Regions from separate parts of the Mus musculus genome. Here all the other regions are linked to region 2. Evidence: chromatin contacts called from public HiCAR-type and HiChIP or PLAC-seq data. All regions are on one chromosome and are shown on one strand. Each heading gives the region's core, a stretch centred on a gene start, on an enhancer-like site or on the middle of the called end of the contact. The rest is flanking DNA. Distances are from core to core; before and after follow the strand shown.

What was found. HiCAR-type assays count read pairs that join an accessible place to other places. HiChIP or PLAC-seq counts read pairs in DNA pulled down with a chosen protein or histone mark.
Region 1: a contact with region 2 is called in a HiCAR-type map of astrocytes, with 4 times the contacts expected there. The contact joins the promoter of Hotairm2 here to the promoter of C530044C16Rik in region 2. A contact is called at or near these places in 6 of 39 promoter capture datasets (the 3T3-L1 cell line, cranial neural crest, liver and 3 more) and 2 of 115 datasets of contacts at active chromatin or transcription factors (astrocytes and embryonic hindbrain).
Region 3: a contact with region 2 is called in an H3K4me3 HiChIP or PLAC-seq map of neural progenitor cells, with 15 times the contacts expected there. The contact joins the promoter of Hoxa9 here to the promoter of C530044C16Rik in region 2. A contact is called at or near these places in 2 of 39 promoter capture datasets (hippocampal neurons and liver), 2 of 115 datasets of contacts at active chromatin or transcription factors (neural progenitor cells and neural tube) and 1 of 9 other capture datasets (adipose tissue).

What each region holds. Positions count from the first base shown.
Region 1 is chr6:52,154,363-52,158,204 of GRCm38.p6, reverse strand. It overlaps Hotairm2 (Hoxa transcript antisense RNA, myeloid-specific 2), which reads right to left and starts at 1,303. Exons shown (of 3, transcript NR_146400.1): 1 at 1,223-1,303; 2 at 227-315. Hoxa1 (homeobox A1) reads left to right here. Exons shown (of 2, transcript NM_010449.4): 1 at 1-638; 2 at 1,116-2,838. The coding sequence ends at 1,471.
Region 2 is chr6:50,774,521-50,778,239 of GRCm38.p6, reverse strand. It overlaps C530044C16Rik (RIKEN cDNA C530044C16 gene), which reads right to left and starts at 2,125. Exons shown (of 5, transcript NR_045984.1): 1 at 2,091-2,125; 2 at 1,837-1,971.
Region 3 is chr6:52,225,547-52,229,499 of GRCm38.p6, reverse strand. It overlaps Hoxa9 (homeobox A9), which reads left to right and starts at 2,130. Exons shown (of 2, transcript NM_010456.3): 1 at 2,130-3,953. The coding sequence starts at 3,396. Gm52902 (a long non-coding RNA gene) reads right to left here and starts at 1,996. Exons shown (of 2, transcript XR_003956434.1): 1 at 1-1,996.

The DNA.
Region 1 (3,842 bases), core at 54-2,553, 1.4 Mb before region 2:
GAACTCCTTTCTGGAATACCCCATCCTTGGCAGTGGCGACTCTGGGACCTGCTCGGCGCGAGCTTACCCCTCTGACCATGGGATTACAACTTTCCAATCCTGCGCGGTCAGTGCCAACAGCTGCGGCGGCGACGACCGCTTCCTAGTGGGCAGGGGGGTGCAGATCAGCTCGCCCCACCACCACCACCACCACCACCACCATCACCACCCCCAGACGGCTACTTACCAGACTTCTGGAAACCTTGGGATTTCTTATTCCCACTCGAGTTGTGGTCCAAGCTATGGCGCGCAGAACTTCAGTGCGCCTTATGGCCCCTATGGATTAAATCAGGAAGCAGACGTAAGTGGTGGGTACCCCCCGTGCGCTCCCGCTGTTTACTCTGGAAACCTCTCGACTCCCATGGTCCAGCATCACCACCACCACCAGGGTTATGCTGGGGGCACAGTGGGCTCGCCCCAGTACATTCACCACTCATATGGACAAGAGCAGCAGACTCTGGCCCTGGCCACGTATAATAACTCCTTATCCCCTCTCCACGCCAGCCACCAAGAAGCCTGTCGTTCCCCTGCTTCAGAGACGTCTTCTCCAGCGCAGACCTTTGACTGGATGAAAGTTAAAAGAAACCCTCCCAAAACAGGTAAGTCCTGCCGGCTGACAGACAAATGCTGTTCGATTTTTGAAAGGGGCTGGCACACCTAGTTTCCTAGGAAAATGAATGATTTTTAAAAGATTGGTTCTTGTTTATGTCTAATGTCATCTAGAGTTGTAGTGAGTGGTGTAGGGTGCCCAGGTGTGCAGAGGCAAAAGCGTTTCACAGGGGCTGAGGTTTAAATGGTCTATAGTTAGATAGTGTGCGGGGAGTGGGAGGTGGTGATGGTGGTGATGGTGGTGATGGTGATGTCCTGTTAATATCTACAAGGCTCCATTAATCACGAGCCTGATCACACTAATGGTTGACTTCAGGTTAACACTGCTTACACATCGTCACTGGCGCTTCCCGATAGGGTTTGTGCTCGCTGAGTAGTTAACCGAATATTGCCTCAAGCTTGGGGCAATCTGGATAAAGGTTTAAGATTTTTTTTTTAATCTTTTCTCTCTTCCTCCCCTACCCTAGGGAAAGTTGGAGAGTACGGCTACGTGGGTCAACCCAACGCAGTGCGCACCAATTTCACCACCAAGCAGCTCACAGAGCTGGAGAAGGAGTTCCACTTCAACAAGTACCTTACACGAGCGCGCAGGGTGGAGATTGCCGCGTCCCTACAGCTCAATGAGACCCAGGTGAAGATCTGGTTCCAGAATCGCCGCATGAAGCAGAAGAAGCGTGAGAAGGAGGGGCTCCTGCCCATCTCCCCTGCCACTCCTCCTGGCAGCGATGAGAAAACGGAAGAATCATCTGAGAAATCTAGCCCCTCGCCCAGTGCCCCTTCTCCGGCATCGTCTACCTCAGACACTCTGACTACCTCCCACTGAGGCTACTCCAGCCCAACTCTGCAGCCCAGGCTTCTCCCTGGGCTGGGATTTCTTACCCAAAGCACATTCTTAGCTTATCTTCCTTTCTTTACAGACTCTCTCTTCCTTTCTCGTCCCATCTGGGGAGCTCCTGGCCAAGATAAGGTATTTCCAGAGAATTCTGGAGCCTTGGTTGGAAGTTAACTCCTTCATCCACATCGGGTGTCCACATCAATTGCTGATGGCTCCCAACATCCTTTCCTTCACTGTTGTGAGATTTTTTTCTCCCCACAACCTATGATTCCTTTTAGATGTCGGCTGGAGAACAGTTAGTTCCCTTTGCCATCAGACATTTGCAGGAAGGAGGCATCTCTCCTTTTATCTATGTATTGTTCTTCTCCACCTAGCCCTTAAGTAGGACATAGAGGAGAGAGAGTGTCCAAAGACTCATGAAGAAGAGATGCACTGTGTTTACACAATTAATTCACCCCCTAACTTAGCTGGTTTCATGTGTGTGAGTTTGCTGGTTGTAAATGCTTTCCCGTCAGAGATTTATCTTTATACACATTTTATAGAAATATGTAGGTCACTAAATCAAACAGGGTGGACAAATTCTCAAAACTGGTACAGTTCATGTGTGATTATGGGCGAAAGAAGAAAACCTCTTTCATTCAAACAGAGTCAGATGCCTCAGAAGTTGGCCTCAATTGGTTCTTTCAGAGTTAAGAAGGCCTGCCAAGCACTTTGCCTGTGCCAGGTCTTCCCAAACTCTAACCAATTCTTCCTGCTTCTCTGGCCACCCTGCATTTAAAAATCATGCTGGATCATTTGTAACCCAAAGGTATTCATTCTTTCAGTCACCCTTTCCTTCCACACTGTCTTGTATCATGGCTGGATCCAGTGTATTTCCAGCTAATTGTTAATGTGATGGATGGCACAATGAATGTATATTTTGTGTGATTCGTGACTAGTCTTCTGCATGTCGCACAATGTTCTGATGTCCCTGAAATATCACACTGAGTTCTATCAGTTATTCTTTGTGAGCCTATGATAGTCTCCATTTACTGTACAATCATGAACAGCTCTGAGATCCTGGAGTGATGTGGTCCAGAGCAGAGTTTACGGGTCTTAAGATGTCTGTAATAAAAGTATTCAAGTTTTAGGTATGCCTAAGCATCTTGTGTATTTGGCTGGACTACAGTGGTTGCTTACTACTAAGTTGGCCCATTTCACATGGGGAAGGGAGGGTGGTGTTTATTTTCAAAGAAGTAGGCTTTCCTCTGTCATGAAGCTTGCAGCTTTCCCTGGAAGAACATTTTCATCCAACCTATGTCTATTTAATGCACCGAACTTTTTACAATAACAACAGCTCTTTTTTTATTATAATCAGAGTTCAAACTGGAAAAAAAACAGTAAAGAAATATATGACAGAGATCTCTATTTGCAACAAACATGGATACTTCCTGGGTCAAGTGCTAACCTTTTCACCTCCAACTGAATGTTGACATAAACATAAACCCAGCCCCTTCAAAAGCTGAAAACTGTCTTCAGTCACTCTTTCCTCACATTCTTGAACCCAGAGCAAAGAGACTCACATTTAATCAGCTTCAGTATGGTAAGGATGTAAGGATGTCCCCGGTTCCTTTTTTTTTTTTTTTGATTGTCAGGCTATATTACCTTTTAAGTTGATGGTCTGTTCTCAATAAAGCCTTCTTTTCCCTATTTACATCAGCATCCACCCCTCCCAGCAGTTCCTTACATCTCTGCCTTGCATATCTTATCCCTTAAGATTCAACTTTCATTACCACCATGGCTGTAAAGGGTCTAGGTACATTTCTAATTCTGTGCCACATAACCTGGAAAGCGATTTAGATTTACACTCTCTTCTCCAGAATCAGACTCTTCCAGGTGAGCTCGTGGAAATCAAACCAAGTGTTTGTATATCCAAATTGTTTCAGATTAAGGCATGTGTCAGATGAGAGGAAATCAACATATGACTGAGTTCAGCATGGCTCTTCTAGACCTCTTGACAGTTTGCTATTATTTTTAACATACTTCTGGGCTTAAGCAACATTTTCTGACCTTTTTTTCCTGGTTGCTGCTAGGGATGGAGTTTAGGGCCTTGTGTGTTCTAGGCAAGTGTGGGACCAAGGAGCTGAGTCTTCATCTTCAGCTTTCACATGTATTTTGGAGGCATTGATCCCTAAGAGCAGAGTGAAAAAATCTACAGTATCACAAATACAGACATGACTTCCCTTTCAGAGGATGATATGAAAAGATGGGCTGGGGAGAAAGAAAAAAAAAACCTTAGAATTTACAGGCCTTCTGAAAGACTTCTGAGATTTTCTACATATCCCTGTTAAATGGTGGGAGCAGTTGCTGCATGCATACC
Region 2 (3,719 bases), core at 876-3,375:
CCACCAATGGACCCTGTTCCTTTTTCTCTAAAGAAAGAAGTAGCTCAGATTTCAATTGTCCACATTACTCAGAGCTGAAACACAGACTCCATAGACCGGACTAAGGAACAAAAGCCAACTCTTGTGTTTTAGGACATGTCGTGTGAATATTCACATCCCACACCCAACAGCAGCTTGCCTAATTGTGTTTTCTCAAAGCAAATGCCAACATTGGTTTTATCCCCTGAGCACACACCAGCTGCTCAGTAGAAGGAAGCCAGTTCAGCATTAAAAATTGACCGCAAATAGTTAGAGGGCATACGAGCCACAAGCCACAGGCAGATAACATGGTGGGATATAGCATTATTTATAACCAGGGGTCAATTGTCCCAACCTACCCTGCAGCCTGGCTCCCATCTCTGCTGAGGCTGTGGTCCTGTTACAAGTCTTAATTGGCCCCCTTTTATGAATGTATTAGTAGGAGCATAAACAAGGTCATATGGAATCTAGAGGACATTAATGAGACCTGTGTAAATTTACATCACTCAGAATGCAGTTGTTAGATCATTTTCAAGTGAGTAAAACCCAAAATTTGCTTTTTGCTTTGCAATTCATCTTCTCACCAGCAACTGCCCACTGTAAAGGCTCTCTGAGGCCCATAAAGGGACGGGACCTCAACGTGTGTTTCATGGAATAACTGAATCCTATTAAACTGAGGTTTATTTTCACCTTAGAAGCTCTGATGAATAAAACGGAAGATGGAGCCATTTTCATCCAGTAAAACAAACCTTTACTGGAGAGGGGAGAAAAAGGAGAAAGAAACTAAAATGTCAGTTGCTGATGCGTCATTCACCCGCTGCTCAGTAAATAAACATAACATCTATTAGTTGTCATGGAAACACTTGGCCTGACTCTGAGCCTCAAAGCTCCACAATAAAGAAACCCTGATATTTGAAGCTCGACACAAACAACTCCTTTGGCATTTCTCATGAGCTCACCAGCGAGCATTTTCCTCCGTTGCCTTCCTTCCTGGGACATGAATGCATTTGTTTCGGAGAAAAGAGACAAGTATCTTAGAAACCCATCAAAAACATTTGAATGCAGTACCTTGGCCATCTCTGCTCTCGCCGCTCCTCCCCCCACCTCTCTCTTAACCTCTCTGCCTGAGAAGAATTTAAATGGCTTGTTTAGTCACTGCACATTGTGCTTCCTGTGCTCTGTGCTGCATGAAAGGGATTGATTGAAACATTTATAGTAACCGCGTGGGCAGGAGGAACCAGGTTTTCTGCTCAGCATGGAACACTGTTAGATACATAATAAGCAGCCACAATACAGGCGGTAGAGGAGTATCCCGCCATTGTCTCCTCTTCAGGAAAGAATTTTTCGTTAGTATAGACTTGATGTGCATTCCCAACACTCAGTAAGAGAGTGGCAGCTCAGATGTGTGAACACAGATAAAGGATGCTTAAGCCTCCATCCCCGCCCCCCGCCCCCAAGGTAACTAACTGGTCGCAGAAATACTGCTCAAAAAAGTCAGATGATGTTCCTATAGAGTGTTTTTTTCTTAATTCGTGGAATCTCTAGCACGTCACAAAGCAGGAATGGATGAGTTTAAAGGTTTCAGCTGAGCATCACTGAAGTGTCAGGGTCCCCATTGTTAATAATCAACTGGGAACAAGCCCCACCTCACATCTGAAAGCAAGTGCCACATCTGAAAGCAAATGCTCGAATATTCAGCATTTCTAAAGCCCAGGAGAGTTGACAAGCTGGGCATAAATCAGAGTGATTTAAATTCCCGATTCCCTGGCTTTGTTCTAAGGATGCCCCACACACATTTATCCCTAACATCACACTGACCTGGACCAGAGCTGAGGGCCTGAGTGGATTGCAGCAGCTACAGCCCCAAGTATCAGACAGGAATGGCGGTGTCTGCCTCCCTCCAGGCCTCAGAACAACTCCTTCTGAACACTTTGCGACGTTCCATTAAGTCTTCTGAAATGGGCGGAGGGCAGATTTTATTTATCCCGATATTCTAATGGGCCCTTTTCATCTTTGCATGTAACTATCTCTGGATCTTTTCAGCCCTCATTAATTCATCTCTGGATACTCACAATGCTTTCAGCAGCCCCACGATAAGGAACTAATTGAAGAAGGGACACCGAATGGCTTCTGAATGGATAGGGGTTGGTCTCAGCATCTCAAAATGAACTCAGATGGCCCTTGCATCAGAAAGCCAGAGTCACAGGACCCACTGGGCTTCAGCCATCCTGAACCAGAAATCCCTGGGAGATGGTTCCCAGTAGGGAATCTAGGGAAAACCTTCTTAGTGACTGAAAGGAGAGCCCAGGAATCCGCACTGTGTAGTCACAGGGCCAGGCACATGTAGAGACTACTTAACATTCGCAGCGCTGATTTGAATGTGCCATTTGTTATGTGTGTCTCCAGAGAAAAATAACTGTTCACGTTGTCATTTCCCTATGTTTTATAAGTTACATCTCAGTCAGATTTGTCCCTTGCTTGGCAGTGTTCTCCCTTCCAGGAGCTGGTTTGAAGAGCAGCCTGCCTTGCCTCTTGAGAGCTCTATGGAGGGTGCCAGGATGTCATGATGTCACATCATCAGCAGGAGCTGAGGATCGGGACTCAGATCTCCCCTCCCACACGGCCTTGACTTCATCTCCTTCTACACCGATGAGCTTCCTCATAGCTGGAGTTTTGGACACAAATTATTTGTCACATAGGTTCAACCTCCTGGATTCTCTAATGCTGCTGCATCACGGACAGAGGAAGGGAAAGAATTGGTGCATGCTTTTTGGATGGTTCCGAAACCTTTACAGTGGGGCTAGTGAGATGGCTCAGCAGTTAAAAGCACTGGCTGCTCTTCTAGAGGTCATGAGTTCAATTCCCAGCAACCAGCAACCACATGGTGGCTCACAACCATCTATAGGGGAATCTGATGCCCTCTTCAGGCAGGCAGATATGTATGCTATAGAGCACTCATACATTAAATAAATAAAATTAATGAGAGAGAGAGAGAGAGAGAGAGAGAGAGAGAGAGAGAGAGAGAGCGAGCGAGCTAGCTCCAGGGATTGGCTATAAATTCTCTGGGGCCATCCAGGTATGCAAACACTCCTGTCACCTCTCCATGCAAGAAAAGAGTTTCTTTTCTCTAGAAGTTTCCCTAGCAAATTAAGGAAAAGCAGAGTCAATTTCCATCAGAGCATGAAAGCATGGGAAACCTTTAAGCCATGGTACCATCAGCTAACCTTACCTCACTTCTGAGTGCGGCTTGCTTGGCACTGGCCTGGAACCAATCTAGAACCTTGTCATACGCTCCTGTCTGGATTGGTTGCCTAACATATACTCCATCTCTCAGCAAGGAGTCAAGTTGAATTTGTCCCACTTCCAGGTCTGGCTGGAATGTCAGCCTTCCCTAACATCCTTCCAGAACCCTTGCTGGAGAGGTCTGCGAATTCAGAGGGACTTTGGAGACAGGAGGTCTGACTTAATTTTTTCAGTTGTCACTGACAGGCTTAGGTGACCTTGCACAAGCTAGTTACTGTCCCTGAGCCTCAATGTCTTCTTACTGAACGGAGGTGACCATGTCAATTTCATGAACTGTGACAAGATAAAGACATGAAACACATAGAACAGCCTCCTCTTCGAGTCAGGGGAATACAAAAATCTCTCTACCTCCCGCCCCCCCCTCCCCAGCTCCACCCCAGCCAGCCATGTTTCCGGCC
Region 3 (3,953 bases), core at 881-3,380, 1.5 Mb before region 2:
TTCTTTTCTTTTTCTTGCATCTTCCATCTTTCTGTCCAAATCTGTCTCTCCGCTTCCATTCCAAATCGTTCTTCCGGAGGGTAAAGGGCTGGCTTAGAGAAAGCTTCGAGGTTTCATTCCCCCCACCCCCTCGGTACACAGTTTTGAATGTGCTAAGGTGTGCATAAGGGAAGCTGGTCAGGTCCGTGTTTTCTGGCCTGGTGGGCCTCTGCGCAGACAAGGCCTCGGTTACGATCACGACCGGATGGCGGCGGCCTTGCGTTAGCGGCTGCCCGAGAGATCCGGTGAGGGGGCACCCGCGGCGTCTTTGTGTGCCCACATCGAGGGCAGGAAACACTTTGCCAGATCCATTGGTTCGGAAATTGGAATCAGGGCTGAATTCCTGCCTAGGTTCTGTGTCGCCCGACTACTGAGAACGCTTCAGCGGGAAGCTTCTGACCGACTCTGCCAGCTTTACGGGTCCTAACTCGGGCTTTGACCGTGATGAGAGAGCCTCACCGGGTCCAAGGCTTGACTGCTCGCTGGCTTGCTAGCCATTTTAGATTCAGAAAATGTCCTGCCTTGTGCAACTGAGGGTTTGAGAAGGGAGACCTTCCCAGGTCCAATATATTTTAAATGAGTGAAAACAATCCCAAATTCAAGATCAGGGAGGGCACAAACTGGGGCACTGGTACTAAATTGTAATCTAAGAAAACCAGCCTAACGACTCTTAATACAGAAACCTGAAACAAACCACCCTCTCCCCACCCCCAACAACACAGGCACTGCCTGAGACCACAGAACTCTGTTTCCCTTCCCGGCTCAGGCTGATGCCCGGGAATTGTTTTCGTTGCTCAGCCAACAACCTGTTATCTGAGTGACCAGTACTCCAGGCTCCCTCCAACTCTTCTCTGCCATTTTCTGCATCCGGGTACTGGGCTTATTTCAAAGACCAACGTTTTTGGAAGATTCTCAGTTGAGCATGAGGTGTTGTGTGGTTGCATCCATTTATTATTTCTAGATGTGTATACAACTCATCCAAAAGAAAGCAGAAATAAAAACCTGTATACTTTAGGATCATGTTTCTAGACTCACAAGGACAATATCTCCTTTTATGAATTTTCCCCCTTTTGGGCCACATGTAAACAGCTGCTTAATACTCAGTACCTAATTCTTTGTAATTTTTCTGTTTTGAGACTAAAGTTTTAAAAGTATTTTAAATTAATAAATATTAATGATATTAATGATGATGGTGATGATACATATCTTCTCTGAATACAAAAAATGAAAAAGTCAGCCAGGAATACTCTACCATTTACTATTACAATTAAGAGCAGAGTTATACTCCTGGGTTATTGCTTTAATGAAAACCTGAACCTCAGAGGACTACCGGATATTTAGAACACCTTGGGTTGTGTTGGGGGTGTGTGTGTCTTGGAGGAATTTGCAGGGAAAGGAAAAATATTAGGGGGAGGGGACTGAGGCAGTCAGGACAGGCCACATCCAGTTCCTGGCGCTGACCACTTTCTTCTTCCTGCCGACAAGCGAGGGGGTGTGGATCCCGGGAGCTTCCCAGCCCCTCTCTGGTGGAGAGCCTAATATTTGGGGGAATCTGTCAGAGCGTTGGAAAGTGTCTCCTTGAACTATTTCTGAGGAAGAAAGCAAAAACAAAGATGGAAATGTCTCGGGTCAGCATTTTTGTGGATAGTGAAGTAATGAGAAACATACTCTTGGAAGGCACAAAATTCACACGTGAATTTAATTACACAGTTTCTAAGAGCTGTTGCTTTGTGTTCCAGATTGGGATGGGGCCACCGCCCCTCCCATTAACAACAGTGGCTGTGGCCTTCTCACTTTTTTTCTCTTATTCCCAAAGATTCTAAGGGGTGAAAAATAACATCCTCCATTTGACCAAAGGATGAGATTAAAGTCAATGTCCAGTGTTCCTCCCGGGTTAATTTGTAGCACTGGACTTGAGCTGTAGTTTGACTATGGGATCTCTGTTGTTCTGTTTCAAGGATAACCAAGGCAGGGGCGCTGGAGATGGGGGCGGGGGGGAAAGAGAGGAAGGGAGGGAGGGGAGTAACAAAAGAAGGAAAAGGGGAATGGGAAGGAAGGGGAAAAAAAGTGGGGTGATAGAGGAATAGGAGGAAAAAACAGAAGAGGGAAGGATACCAGAGCGGTTCATACAGGGCCCAGAAACTAGGCGAGGTGACCCCTCAGCAAGACAAACACCTCTTGATGTTGACTGGCGATTTTCCCCATCTCCAGTCTGGGGAGCGGGACTAGGCATACAGATGATGGAGCTTAGAACCCGCTGGCTAGGGAATAAAATTCGCTGGGCAGTTTGTGCTCAAAGAAGTGGGCCAGGGCGCTTGTGACACAATCAGGGCGTTTGTGACACAAACCCTTGAGGGTTGGCAGTTCTCTCCTTGGCGGTTGCTCTGGTTGCTCTGTGGGGCCTTCCCTGTGGAGCAAGGGTGATCTGGCCGATGTGCAAGCGCCTGGCTGGCTTTCCAGTCTGACTAGGGTCGGTAGCCCATTTTAGGTGGTTGTATCATCGACGGTGCGTCGCGACAGGGGCGGTGGTCACTCTGTTTGAGGTGGAGAGAGCCTTGTATTTGACTTTTCTAGGCCGGCCCTGGGGGCGCGCGCGGGCGGGGGGCTCACATCTCTGAGGACTGCAAGGATTATTTACAGGGTATTCACCAACCAAACACAACAGTCTAATTTAACCTTTCCAAGTCCTCATAAATTTTTACAGGGAGCCACAGCGAGGCAAACGAATCTGTTGGTCGCTCCTGACTTTCCACCAGCCTGTGTGGCTTCCGAAACAATAACTCCTTATGAAATATCATAAATATAGATTTAAATACAGTAGAGTGAGAATGCGATTTGGCTGCTTTTTTATGGCTTCAATTATTGTCTAATTTTATGTGAGGGGCTCTGCTGGCCGTGCTCACACGCGGGACCCGCGCCTTCCTGATGGCGTGATTAATTGTGATATAAAATAGTCCGCTTAAGAAGTGTGTGTGTCTGGTATGTGTGTGTGTTGGGGGGGTGGCAAGGGAGAGTACAGAGGCAAGGCCAGATTTGATCTTTTAATCTTCGTTGGCCACAATTAAAACAAACCAGATCGTGGAGCTGCGCGATCCCTTTGCATAAAAACATATGGCTTTTGCTATAAAAATTATGACTGCAAAACACCGGGCCATTAATAGCGTGCGGAGTGATTTACGCGTTATTGTTCTGCCGGGCGGACACGTGACGCGCGTGGCCAATGGGGGCGCGGGCGCCGGCAACTTATTAGGTGACTGTACTTCACCCCCCCCTGGTGCCACCAAGTTGTTACATGAAATCTGCAGTTTCATAATTTCGGCGGGTCGGGCTGGGCCGGCCAGGCGCGGGCTACTGCAATGGCCACCACCGGGGCCCTGGGCAACTACTATGTGGACTCCTTCCTGCTGGGCGCCGACGCTGCTGATGAGCTGGGTGCGGGACGCTACGCTCCAGGGACCCTGGGTCAACCCCCAAGGCAGGCGGCAGCTCTGGCCGAACACCCCGACTTCAGTCCTTGCAGCTTCCAGTCCAAGGCGGCGGTGTTTGGTGCCTCGTGGAACCCAGTGCACGCGGCGGGCGCCAATGCGGTGCCTGCTGCAGTGTATCATCACCACCACCACCCCTACGTGCATCCCCAGGCGCCCGTGGCGGCGGCGGCGCCGGACGGCAGGTATATGCGCTCCTGGCTGGAACCCACGCCCGGTGCGCTCTCCTTCGCGGGCTTACCCTCCAGCCGGCCTTATGGCATTAAACCTGAACCGCTCTCGGCCAGAAGGGGTGACTGTCCCACGCTTGACACTCACACTTTGTCCCTGACTGACTATGCTTGTGGTTCTCCTCCAGTTGATAGAGAAAAACAACCCAGCGAAGGCGCCTTCTCCGAAAACAATGCCGAGAATGAGAGCGGCGGAGAC